Regions from separate parts of the Mus musculus genome. Here all the other regions are linked to region 1. The links are chromatin contacts, called in public HiChIP or PLAC-seq and promoter capture Hi-C maps. All regions are on one chromosome and are shown on one strand. Each heading gives the region's core, a stretch centred on a gene start, on an enhancer-like site or on the middle of the called end of the contact. The rest is flanking DNA. Distances are from core to core; before and after follow the strand shown.

Region 1 (3,094 bases), core at 183-2,682:
CGCCTTCACTCACTGCAGCAGAAAAGGCAGATGGGGAGCAAGAGTCCCTCCAGAAAGGCTCTGTCCTGATTCGGAGCCCAGAACCCCTTCAGAGGACGCTGAGGCGCATTCTCATACTGTTGCTCTGGGTCACTTGACATTGGTACTGAGCATCTGAAAAGTGGCAAAGTGCGGGATAGTAATTTTTTTAAACCTGCCTGCCTGCCCAAATGCCCATCAACTGCCCCCACATCTGTCTTGCTCCGCCCACATCTGTCTTGCTCCACCCACATCTGTCTTGCTCCACCCACATCTGTCTTGCTCTATGCTCAGTCAGGCTCCTGCTCATCATTTAGCCTCTTTCCCATTCTGGGGGCCTCAGGTTGGGTGGTAGCACAGCTAGGAAGTGACAAAGCCAAAGCTGGTCTGCTGCAGTTCTTCTAACCACCCAAGACAGGTTTCCCAGCTCTGGGCCTGGGCCAAATATTTGCTGCTGGTCTAGAGGCTATGTCAGTGGTTCTCAACCCTTTGGGCAAACCTCTATCTCCATAAATGTTTACATTATGATTAATACCAGTAGCAGAATTACAGTTATGAAGTAGCAACGAAAATAATTTTACGGCTGGGGTCACCACATTGTGAGAAACTGGATTAAAGGGGAGGTTGAGAACCACTGATCTATGTGAATTATATAGGAAATGTTAGTTTTGCCAAAAAGTAAAACTGATCTTGCCTCTAAAACCCCACCAGAAACTACCTACCTACTGTAGTGAGTCCTGAAGTATCTGAAGTGGATTCCTTTCTGGTGATTTCAGTAGATGGTTGGGCTTTGGGAAACTCCAGTGACTGCCACTTTGACCACTAATCTTTCAGATTGTGAAAGTTTCCTATAATTGGACTTCTGTGACAGATCTGCATTTTTAACTAAAATATATTCAGTGTTAATTTATCTACTGGAGAATATTACCTAAATTCTTAGTGTTTTGAACATTTCTTTTGATGCAACTCAAATGGTTATCATGTAAATATACAATTATATTTAATATTTTGCTTCATTTTTTTGAAGCAGCGTCTACATAGCCCAGACTGTCCTCTAATTTGCAGTCCTCCTGTCTCACCCAGAGTGCTAGGATTACATGAATATGCATGCTATTGTGCCCCTTTAGCAGTTACATTTGTAAATGATCCTGATCGCATGAGCACAGACACAATCTATCCGCCTTAGGCAGCTGTTTGTGGGTACCCAGGAGCTAAAATCAACTGAATTACAGCTGCTTCTCATAGACTTTGACAGTGCCTTAGAAATCAATCTGCACCAGGACAAAGCAGACCTAAAACACATCAGGAATACTGTTCCCTGTGGTTTGCTGACCTCCCCTGAATTAGCAAGGCTGGGCGCTGGTGCTGGTGATTAGGGTCCTCCTAAGCTCCCCCCGCCCCCCAGTCTGTAGAGGAAAAACCGCAGAGCTAAGGTGCTAGAGGGACCATAGACTGCGCTGCAGAAGCCAGGCGCACTCTATAGCCAGGGGACTGAACTAGAGAAGATCTGGGCATTGCCCACCAGTGCAGGACTGGATGTCCAGCTTGTTAATCAAAGACCTTGGACCTAAGCTTAAGCTTCAGCATCGTGGATCTCGAGCGCGGGAAGGACAGTGAACTGCAAGCTACCACGACCTCTCTCTCCTCCCACCTGCGACCCAGGGAAGAAAGCTCAGAGCCCTCAGCTCCAGGCTTGGAGCTTTCTTGACACCGAATTCTAGATGCACCAGGAAGAGCCCTGGCAAGGAGCGGGCTGCGCAGGTAGGGACAAGGGTGGTGTCCCAGTGCAGCCCGATCAAGTAATCCCAAGGGAGCCTGCCTGCCACAGTGGAGCGGTGTGGGCTGCTTTCCCGGTGAGGGGATGAAGAGACCCTTCCCTTGAGTCAGATGTCGTCATTTGCTGGGCGAATTCCGTGCCCCACAAGGGCCACCCTTATCTGACAAACCCCTATAGGCTACTGGGGACTTAGGGAAAAGAGATGGAGGCAGAATCCTTTGGTAGTAGGGAGTACCAGGTTCAGGGAAAGGGAGCAGAAGACTGCCCCGAACCTAGGCATCCAGTGTAAGGAGAGGCGTCATTGCTCTAAGGATGATTTTAAACCGCGCAGAGACGCAGCATATGGTTTCCAGGTTTGGCGGCACAACACAGAAGACTTTGAGCCGAAGGGGCCTCCAGACACGGAAACTAAATAATCCCGATTTAGAGAGGCCCGAGTAGCAGGAGGCTGGATTTTTGGTTAAGCTACAATTAAGAGAAGATAATTAAGCCCGGAGCCGTGCAGCTTATTAATATTTATAGCTCTCGGAGTGAGAGGGCCTTTGCCACGCAGGAGAGGAACCCGAGCCTTTCAGGCCAGGGGCTTCGCAATGACTGGGAATGAGAAAGGGCGAAATGGGGTGAATCTGTCTCTGCGCTTCTCCCTTAATTACCGGAGCAGGAAAGTCAGTCGGGAGAGAAGGTGGTCGAATGACTCTGTCTCAGGGGCTGCGAAGAGAGATGGCTATCTCCAGTCCGGATCCCATCTCTTCCTTCAGGACCCCAACCGTGCCTTTAAGTGTCCCTGACTCCCAGGATTGAGGGCTAGTAAAGGAAACGATTTTGTAACGAAGATTCCGGGAGAATTTTCTTTTCCTCCCAGCCTTAACGTCACGCCGCAGGGGACACGGTGATTAAGTGCTGTCCTGGCTGAGGGATGGCCCTGCAAGCCCACACACTGGCCTCGAACTTGCTCATGTACGGTTTGTGGGATTCCGGGAGGCAGATCCTGCCCGCCCCGCACGGCCCCCCGCAGGATCCCGGAGGGCCGCTGCGGGTCAGGCCTTTGATTCCCGTACCGCTGCGGTGGCAGGCGGAGGGGCTTCACCCGTACTCCGACCTTCCCCGCGGTCTGCTGCCTGCGAGACACCGTGCCACCCACCACTGAGGATGAAGTAGGGAGCTTCAGCAATTTGCACTAAACGTAATTTCTGCTGCTCTTGAGCCCGGATGGATGGAGGTGGGTGGAGGAGGGGCGGATGCCCTGAGCCTTTGCTCTCCACCCCCCTCGCCTCCCCTTGCTAGCCTCCAGCGGCCTCC
Region 2 (3,112 bases), core at 328-2,827, 540 kb before region 1:
TTGTGAAACTACTATTCCTGCCTTACCCTGATGTTGAGCCTGAAACCCAGGTGGGATCTCCCCCCCCCCTCCCCCCGGTCTCTCACAAGCAGGCAGTTATGGATGGAGGTGTTCCACTAGCTCATGCAATGCTCCCATCTGTATAACCTGCCCTTGCAGGACTGCGTAAGCTCTTGATACCAGGACATACTGCTTTCCCCCAGCCAGCACTCGTTTTTGTGATGTCATGATGCTGTTTTCCAGAGTTCTAGGTCATGGCAACCTGACTTTGGAAGTCATGAGTTAAAGCGTGTGTTTGCACTCTGAGCTGACTGTACAGAACAGGTCTCAGCTGGAACAGACAGGCCACTGTGGCACAGGCTTGCATTCTCACTAATCGAAGGGGGTGGCAGGATTGTGAGTTTGAGGCCAGCCTGGGCTGTATAGTGGGATCCTGTTGAAGAAGATCAGAAAAAGAGGGAGAGATGAGTGGGGAGCAGGACGAAGAGGAAGAGGAGGAGAGGGAGGAAAGGAAAGGGAGAGAGAGGGGAGGGAGAAGGGGAGGAGAAAGGGATGGGGAGAGATGTCCAGCAATCATAGGAGCCAAAAACTGCCTATAGTCATTCTGGGACCTTCTGAGCCAGCCTAGCAGTCTGGCCAGGTGCATCTTCCCCCCCCCGCCCCCCCCCCCCGCGAGGGATTACTGTCAGATTTAGAATAGAGAAATCATCTCACAAGTGTTCTAACCTGAGCTCAAGCATGAAGCGGCAGGTGTAAGAGGATGGCAACCCTCACCTACGGCAGGGCCCACTCCGCTTCTGTGCTTTGCCCCTCCATCTTGTTGCATCCTGATTTTGTTGCCTGGTTTTGTGTCCGGAGATCTTCATAGGCCAGGTGAACATCGCAGTGAAACGCGGTGGCTTTGTGCATAAGGGCTTCATTTTTCACAGCCATCCTTCTAATAAAAACTGTTTGAAGAAGGAGAGATTGAAGGTTTCTGAGGTTTAAGCCAGGTTGTCATCTAAATCATCATCTCTTCTGGACAAAGCAGCCATTGTCTGCGGGAGTTGGCATGACGGAGAAACCACAAGAGGGCGCACAAAGCCTCGGAATAAATGCTTCGTCTATCCTGGACGCTAAGGAGGCAGAATTGCCAACCCCAGCGCTGGAGGACTCTAACTCCTCCAGACATACGAATGTTCTAGAAGCCCTTCGAGGATGTTTTCATGGTTAGATAAAGAATAGCACTGCAAGTGCACAGAGGGGAGATGTAGGAGGAGTGTTGAGAAGAAAGGGAGTGATTGGCAGGAGAGAAGGGATAAGACAGGAAGACCAAAGGCAAGGAGAGAGGAGAGCCGGGTGGGTGGGAGGGACGGGTGGAGAGGAGACAGGAAAAGGAATGTCGCTTTTTATAGGGCCGAGAGACACGGAAGTCTGGTGTTTCTGTGGACCAGATGGTGTGGCAGGGGAAGGGACCAGGCTGCGGCTTCTCTGGGGGAGAAAGCTGGATGTCTCCCAGGTCTATGAAGTCTGAAGTATGGCGTGAGCTGTCTGAGTCTCTCAAGGGCTTTCCCAGCCTGTTTGCCAGCCTGCAAACTTACCCTTTCTTTGTTGTCACTTTAAAGTCACAACTTGCCTTGACCATGAACATCCATCCTCCTGGCAAACAAGGCCTCATTTTGACGTCAGCAGGCCATGAGGCAAGAGAAGGTGGGCCTGGTAGTAATGACTCCCAGCTGCTTCACGATCACATTTTATTACTGATTATGTAAAACTTTGAGATAATGGAAAAGGAAGTAAGTGGTTGGTTTTTGTTTTCCATTTAAAAATATGTCAGTCCAACAAGAATGGGTAATATTTTGCAAGCTCTTCCTGTATTTGGGGTAGAGATGTAACCTCTAACATTCAAGTGGCATGGGGAAGGAACTGGAATTATCTCTGTCACAGAGGTGAAGTGACTCACCCAAAGACACTTCGCAAGCAGCAAAGGCTGACTTCTGAGCCCAGATCTTGCAACTGCAGAGCCTGTAGCTTGACTAAAATTCATGTCTGTCCAGTGAGCCCAAATTTAAGAATCTATTTCCAAATACCTCTTTGTCATCCATGAATGGAGTTCTTAAATATCTTGACATTAGGACCCCTGTATAGTGTGTGTGTGTTTTAACCAAGTTTCTCAGAAAAAAACCTACAATCTCCATTGACCTTTTTTACAGAAATGATTAATTAGTTACAACAGACTACTGTGATTGGAGTGTTTTAAGCCCTGAGGCAAATTATCTTGGACTACTTTGGTGCCCTAAATAGTCAATTTTTTTGCCTGTTCTGAAAACATCCTGTAACTATTAGGTAAATCATTTTAGAATGTGCTATCAGGTCTCTGGCTTCCACTGATTCAGAAGCCATGAGGCTCAGCAGATACCATTTGAAACCTATAGCATTTGAAGCCTATAGCAGAAATGTCCCACTTTTCGGTAAGTACCTAATTCATGAAAAATGTCTTGAGTTATGACTTTCTTTTGTTGTGTTACTATAAAAAAACTTCATGAATCTGCTGTCATATTGCAACATGGAATCTAAAGTAACCTAAATCGGTGTTCCCAGGCCATGGTTACTCATATTTGTCTCCAAAATAAACTATCTCTTCTCTTTGAGATGAAGGCTATGTTTTCTACTTGACAGCAAAGTGTGACAGCAAAGTGTGTCCCATAAGTGTGTGTGTATGTATGTGGGTGAGCAGATGGGTGAGCAGGTGAATGGGCTGGTGGTGTGTGTGTGTACAGAGACCTACATCAGTATCTTTGTCCCTCACTCTTCACCTTGTAGTTTGAAACATGGTCTCTCACTGAACCTAGTGCATATAGATTGGCTTGACCAACTGACCAAGAAAGTTCCAGGGACTCTTGTCTCCTTGCCCTAGCATTCAGGCAGATACTCTGCACACCCAACTTTTTACAGGACTTATAGAGATGCAAATGGAGGTCCTAATGCCTGTTCTGACCATTTACCTACTAAGTGAAGATTTTTACCTGAGAAATTGCCTCGGGTTGCCTCTGTAGCTTTTATCTGTCTTTATTTCCTATATTATAAAATTAAAACAGGGAAGTCCCAATATTGAAACTTTACATTAAAAGAT
Region 3 (3,405 bases), core at 306-2,805, 750 kb after region 1:
TGGCAATATTTTGGATATCCTTGAAAACGACAGCAAACCATGCTAGTGACTAAGAAGAGGTTAAAGCAGACTGATCTTCATCCAAAGTGATTTTTCTTAAGACAAATGTCTGGCTTTCACAGGGGAAACATGGGAGCCGTGGAAGAGTCCTCTAACCCTCCAGTCAAACCATCACCAACCACTGAAATGGTCCGCTGCGCCATAGAGCAGCACTTTCTTTTCATTGTTTTTATGTAAAACTTCTGGGATCACCTTGGGGAGCCGTCCCTTTCCTTCCCTTTGCTGCAGAAGGAAGTATCTGCTCCCTGGAATTCGGACCTGTGGACAAGCTTCCAGCTCAGGCCGGTGCTGGGCACTCTAGAATGACCTCACCTCTACTCCAGGCTAGTTAATGGTGAAAAGTGTACTCATCTCTGGCTTATCTGTGCTTTGTTATGGGCCTGACGAGAAACTACCTTCCCCCTGCCCCACTCCTCAGCAAAGAAGCGAAATCCAATTGAATTGTTACATGTTCCTGAGGTGGAGCCTCGAACTGCTTTCTTGGTCAAATAACTTTGTTTCTGGTTGTAAAAGGCATGGGGGGTGGGGGGACTCGAGAGAAATTGCCAACGTAAGTCTGTACTGGGCTGGGTCACCTCAGGGTTTAACTTTAGAGCTCCCAGCCAGTCTCCTCCACTCCCAGAAGGGAAATACCAGGCTATTCTGCACGTTTTCCCTTAAGCTTCATTTTCCAAAGAAAAGAAGGGTGGGGTATATCTATTTGAGCTTGATAATGTTTTTTAAATGCTTTCCTTTGAAACGATAATAGCTGTATCGGTAAAATGCAAATAAAGCAAAAATAGGCAGTATTTCTTTAAAGGGGAATATACGGTTCTCTCTCTCTCTCTCTCTCTCTCTCTCTCTCTCTCTCTCTCTCTCTCTCTCTCTCTCTCTCGTACATACACTGCTTCTGATGAAGTCTGTGAGTCAGGCTGTTTCTGAGCTCCGATAGTTTAATGGAAAGATTTATATACCGGCTGTATTATTTACTTTGGGAGGGGAGGTGGCAGTATAAGGGTATGCTAATTAGTAGGAGATTTTGGGGGGAAGGGGTGGAATATCAATTTTTATTGCATCACCTGTCAGGAGTGTCCAATCAGCGTTGGCTTTAGGGGAATTAATTGATGAAGGTGTCTCCGGACGAGCTCACTTCACTCTGTCATTTTATTTGTAGCTAAAGCAGCGGCGGGAATAGCAGCTGCATTTCTTTTCTCTTTCTCCCTTCACATTCCATTATCATAGTGCTCCAATGGAGAAGGAAGGAGTAGCGGGGCCCAGGTACTGATCCGCATCGAGGACTCAGACCAACACACTGGCAGAGCTGAAACCGGATGGTCTTTTCCCTCTTTTTTAAAAAAACGAAAACCAAAAAAAAAAAAAAAAAAAAAAAAAGCGAGAATCAAGTCAGTGTAATTTCTTGGGGTTTTTCTTCCCCCCCCCCAACCCCCCAGTAATTCGCCTAGAGTTTGGCACTCCCTTCGCCGGGAATAACAGTCTTTGTTATTTTATTAGCAGGATGCCTTGAGACACACGCAGCATCTGGCGGAGGATTAACATACATACATGTGTATGTATGCGTCACGTATATATTTACTGCAAATGGTGGGGATCATTTAGTGCCCGAGATGGGAGACCTGAAGTCAGGTTTCGAAGAGGTGGATGGCGTGAGGCTCGGCTACCTCATCATTAAAGGGAAGCAAATGTTTGCTCTCTCCCAAGTCTTCACAGATCTGCTGAAAAACATCCCGAGGACGACCGTGCACAAGCGCATGGATCATCTGAAAGTGAAAAAGCACCACTGCGATCTGGAGGAGTTGCGGAAACTCAAAGCAATCAACAGTATCGCCTTCCACGCGGCCAAATGCACGCTCATCTCCCGGGAAGACGTAGAAGCGCTCTACACATCCTGCAAAACCGAGCGTGTGCTCAAGACCAAGCGAAGGAGAGTCGGTCGGGCCCTGGCCACAAAGGCGCCGCCGCCAGAGCGCGCCGCCGCCGCCAGCCCCCGCCCGGCTTTTTGGAAGGACAAGCACCAACTTTGGCGGGGCCTGAGCGGAGCCGCGCGGCCCCTGCCAATCAGCGCGCAGTCCCAGCGTCCGGGCGCCGCCGCCGCGCGCCCCGCCGCCCATCTACCTCAGATTTTTAGCAAATACCCGGGCTCCCACTACCCGGAGATCGTTCGCTCGCCTTGCAAATCCTCTTTAAACTATGAAACTGCCCAGCTCCAGGGAAACTACGTCGCCTTCCACTCGGACCCCGCTTATTTTCGGAGCCTGCTGTGCAGCAAGCACCCGGCTGCAGCCGCCGCCGCCGCCGCCGCCGCTGCTGCTGCCGCCGCCGCCGCCGCCTACTACCAGACTGCCGGGCCTCAGCCCAAGGCGGCGACCGGCGCGGGAGGCCCAGTGAGCCTGACTTACCGCTGCAAGCGCAAGCGCGGGGGCGCCAAGAACTGCCTGCTCCCGCCTCACGCCGGAGCCCGGCGCCTGCTGCTGCTGCCCAGATCCTACAAAGCCAAGGCGGCGGCGGCGGCAGCAGCGGCGGCTGCTGCTGCGGCGGCGGCGGCCGGGGCCACTTGCTTGGAGAGGTTTCATCTGGTCAACAGCTTCTGCCCGCCTCCCCACCACCACCATCACCATCACCACCATCATCATCACCATCACCACCGAGCCCAGCAGCCAACGCCGAGTCACCACCCCTCTCATCACCACCGGCCGCAACCCCATCTAGGAAGCTTTCCCGAGAGTTGTAGCAGCGACTCCGAGTCCAGCTCCTACTCCGACCATGCAGCCAATGACTCGGATTTTGGCTCCAGTTTGTCCAGCTCCAGCAACTCGGTGTCCTCAGAGGAAGAGGAGGAGGAAGGAGAGGAGGAGGAGGAAGAGGAGGAGGAGGAAGAGGGGGGCAGCGGGGCCTCGGATTCCAGTGAAATCAGCTCGGAGGAGGAGGATTCTTCCACCGAGTCAGACTCCAGCTCCGGGTCCAGCCAAGTGTCAGTGCAGAGCATCCGTTTCAGGCGCACCAGCTTCTGCAAGCCTCCCAGCGTGCAGGCGCAGGCCAACTTCTTGTACCATCTGGCCTCCGCCGCCGCTGCAACCAAACCCGCTGCTTTCGAGGATGCCGGCCGACTTCCCGACCTCAAGAGTAGTGTCAAAGCCGAGTCACCAGAGGAGTGGAGTCTGCAGAGCTGGGCTCCCAAAGGGACTCCGGTGTACTGCCCGGCCAGCTTGGGGAGTTGTTTCCCAGAGATAAGAAACGATAGGGTATCTGAGATTACATTCCCACACTCTGAAATATCCAGTACTGTAAAGAGAACTGACCTGACAATTAACTGCCATGCAGAGGGGGCCTCTTCACCTAGCCCAAAGA
Region 4 (3,066 bases), core at 124-2,623, 750 kb before region 1:
CAAGGCTCCAATAAAAATGTATGTGTGCTTCTTGTTTCTGGGGGATGGTGTAATTATGCAGCCTGATCAACAAATGCCTTCAATTGTTGCTCTTACAGAAGGCTAGGGAATATGGTTCCCAGTCACCACAAGTCAGATAAGAACCATGTGAAACTCCAGCTCCATTTCCTTCTTCTCATCTCCCAGGGCACTGTATGCAGGCACATAATAGCCTTAAATGTTTAAAGACAGTGATCGCTACAGTGAATTTCTTTCCCTGTTTCCTACTCCTAATATCCAGCTAATTAGGAATATATATATATATACATATATATATATAGAGAGAGAGAGAGTCAGTATACATATACACATATATATATACACATACACTCTACACATACACATATATCATATGCATCATACACACACATTCATATATATATATATACATAAATATAAATATATCCTTACAGACAATATAGTGAAATGAAGATGAAAAATACTTAGTTCTAAAAGCGATGATACCCCAAGCTTAGGTCCCTTGTCAATAATTGGCACACAGTTAAGAATAAATGGTAGTTTTACCGCTTAAAATAGCTTCTCTTAATAATGGTAGATAGTGAATTGAATTCCACTACACGATATTGTGTAAAATGCCATGCCTTACATTCTGTCCTTTATGTTAAATAAGGATGTAGGCCTGTTTAATCTCTGCAAAGAAAATCTTCACTCAGCAACACTCCTGTGTGTGTGTGTGTGTGTGTGTGTGTGTGTGTGTGTGTGTGTGTGTATTCAAGTGACAGGTGTCAGTATTTTATCAGGCCACCTGCTCTCCTGTGGTATTGCTGACAAGCCCAGGCCTCTTTATATCGTGAGATAGCTATTGGATGGGGTCACTAGTTTCCATCTCCGCAGAGAGTGAGTGACACTTGGTAGGAGGCCAAGCAAAAGAGAGAGCCAAGCAAGCTGCAGATCTGACAGGCACGTGGGAGGAGCGTTGACGTAGGAAACTTCAGTTTCCCAAATGCAGAGTCCAACCAGAAAGGAGGCTGAGCTCAGAGCCTTGGAGGAGAAGGAAGCAGAAAGGGTCCGGAGGCGTAGTGGGCCGCAGCAGAGTTATTTACAGGGTGCAGCTTTGCCTAGAGACATTTAGGAACGGGTTGGCTTGTGGGCGTCCGAGAAGGCTCTTTGTCGCAAGGCTTATGTCTGGTGGGGCAGGTGGCCTGGCGAGACAGAGGAGCACTTCCGGAGCCCGCCCTACACCTCACCCACTCCACCCCCGCCCGCTCTCCGCCCCGCCCCTGATCCTCACCCCTCCAACCCCACCCCCACCCCGGTCTCCGGTTTCTCTGGGAGTCGCCATGGCAACGGACTCTGGCTTTGGGACTCAGATTCTCTGAACTCCAAGCGAGCAGTTGGGAGCATGGCGGAGGCTGAGACTGAGACTGAAGAATGGACGAAGACACGTGGATGCAGGAAGATTCTCCAGACCCTCGAGGGGGCTATTGAGCAATTCAAATTCCATTCCAGGTGACCTGCCCGCTACTTGCACGCGCTTCAGAGCTGGTCACCTGTTCTCCACAGCCTCGTCGCCTTTGATTTCTTAAGTAAACCACAGGCTAAAAGCTCAGACTCAGGTCTGGGTTCTAATTTCGTCTGACTTCTCACCGGGTCCTATGCCTCTTATTAGCTCATCTGGGAAACAGGACAGTAGCTAATTGTGCCTACTCCATAGACCACAGGGCCTGTTAAATATTTCACCGAGGTACAGTCTAGAAAAGAGCCATACAGAAATGGTATGAGGTTGCTTAAAGAAGATCCCATAGACTCCCGATTTAAACACAGATTTCTTTTGAGATTCTGGAGGCTTGGAGTCCAAGAACTGGGCACTGATTTGATGTCTGACGGTCCTTTCTTGTAAGCAACCCGTTCTTACTGCATCCTCCCCTAGTGGGATCAGCGGGGGAGCCATCTCCTGACTTCTCCACTCTCTATCCTCCACCTGGGCTCTTTTTAAGGGAACAGCCCCATTTATGAGGCTCCCACTTCATTACCTATTCATCTCTCTTGATCTCACCTCCGGAGGCCATCATTTTTGGAAAATAGGACGTTGACATGGATTTTCCTAGAACTGGAGCACCGCCAAATATATAAAGACAACAAGCCATATGCCTTTGCCAGGCAGTCAATGGAATCATTATTTCATGGTCCTTAGGTTCTCTCTCTCTCTCTCTCTCTCTCTCTCTCTCTCTCTCTCTCTCATTTGGCTTCAGCCCTTTTTTTATTTGGATAATGTAGAGTCAACATTTATGGGGAATTTTTTTTTCTTAAAACACTCTTTCAAAGCAGTAAGCACATAGCCTTAGATTAACTGCCACGTGATGCCATTCCTTAAGTAGAGACCTCAGGGAGCCAGGCTATTGATTCCAGGCAAACCCCACACTGGGGAAGAGAGAGAGAAGAGGGAGCAGGGACAGGACAGGGAGCAGGGGAAGGGACTGACTATAGCTAGACCAGCCCAATGGTGGGCCTGAACCAGTACCCAGTCCTGCTGAACTCCACTTCTCTACCCCAACTAGTCATTAATAGGTTTGCTGGCCAAACCAAGTCAGGGTACCCACAGACCTTTGATAAAACTGTCAAAAGCACATATCACAGGCAGCTCTTGGCAGACAACAGTGGAATGCTGTGTCTAATCTGTTCCTAAGAGCCCCTTTCTCTCCTGGATTCCTTGACATTCTGCAGTGGAATAAGTACCCAACAGAACATTCCAGCCAGACTCATGGGGCAAACTGATCTCTGCCAATTGCTACTAGCACACGTTGATTGAACTAAGGAACCACTAATGTCCATAACATTTTTTTTTCCACTCAAAGGCTTAGAGAAATAGGTTGGAGTTCTGATATGAATGGGAGAAGCTAGATACTGGCTGACACCCAGGGATCTGATCTAGCTGGGTTAGGCCAGGTAGTTCACATAAACTCAGGTCAGCCTTGGTGAAGTGATACATTCTAGTTAAGTCAGTAACCACATAATGAGTCAGACAGCATTTACAAGTGACAGAAGAAACAGAAGCAAAGGTAGCAC

Evidence for each region. Promoter capture Hi-C pulls out the DNA fragments that hold promoters and counts their contacts. HiChIP or PLAC-seq counts read pairs in DNA pulled down with a chosen protein or histone mark.
Region 2: an H3K4me3 HiChIP or PLAC-seq map of bone marrow-derived macrophages shows a contact between it and region 1, with 8 times the contacts expected there. The contact joins the promoter of 4930447M23Rik here to the promoter of Carlr in region 1. A contact is called at or near these places in 5 of 484 Hi-C or Micro-C datasets (bone marrow-derived macrophages, cerebral cortex, embryonic stem cells and 1 more), 6 of 115 datasets of contacts at active chromatin or transcription factors (bone marrow-derived macrophages, craniofacial prominence, embryonic basal ganglia and 3 more) and 2 of 9 other capture datasets (bone marrow-derived macrophages and embryonic stem cells).
Region 3: a contact with region 1 is called in an H3K4me3 HiChIP or PLAC-seq map of forebrain, with 7 times the contacts expected there. The contact joins the promoter of Skida1 here to the promoter of Carlr in region 1. A contact is called at or near these places in 5 of 39 promoter capture datasets (the 3T3-L1 cell line, the SN4741 cell line, cranial neural crest and 2 more), 10 of 115 datasets of contacts at active chromatin or transcription factors (bone marrow-derived macrophages, craniofacial prominence, embryonic basal ganglia and 7 more) and 2 of 9 other capture datasets (adipose tissue and liver).
Region 4: a promoter capture Hi-C map of stem cell-derived epiblast-like cells shows a contact between it and region 1, with 7 times the contacts expected there. The contact joins the promoter of 4921504E06Rik here to the promoter of Carlr in region 1. A contact is called at or near these places in 5 of 39 promoter capture datasets (embryonic stem cells, hippocampal neurons, liver and 2 more).

What each region holds. Positions count from the first base shown.
Region 1 is chr2:18,800,156-18,803,249 of GRCm38.p6, reverse strand. It overlaps Carlr (cardiac and apoptosis-related long non-coding RNA), which reads left to right and starts at 1,432. Exons shown (of 1, transcript NR_131254.1): 1 at 1,432-3,094.
Region 2 is chr2:19,342,782-19,345,893 of GRCm38.p6, reverse strand. 4930447M23Rik (RIKEN cDNA 4930447M23 gene) reads right to left here and starts at 1,577. Exons shown (of 4, transcript NR_126563.1): 1 at 775-1,577.
Region 3 is chr2:18,046,599-18,050,003 of GRCm38.p6, reverse strand. Skida1 (SKI/DACH domain containing 1) reads left to right here and starts at 1,555. Exons shown (of 1, transcript NM_028317.3): 1 at 1,555-3,405. The coding sequence starts at 1,665.
Region 4 is chr2:19,552,217-19,555,282 of GRCm38.p6, reverse strand. 4921504E06Rik (RIKEN cDNA 4921504E06 gene) reads left to right here and starts at 1,373. Exons shown (of 17, transcript NM_027600.4): 1 at 1,373-1,509. The coding sequence starts at 1,403.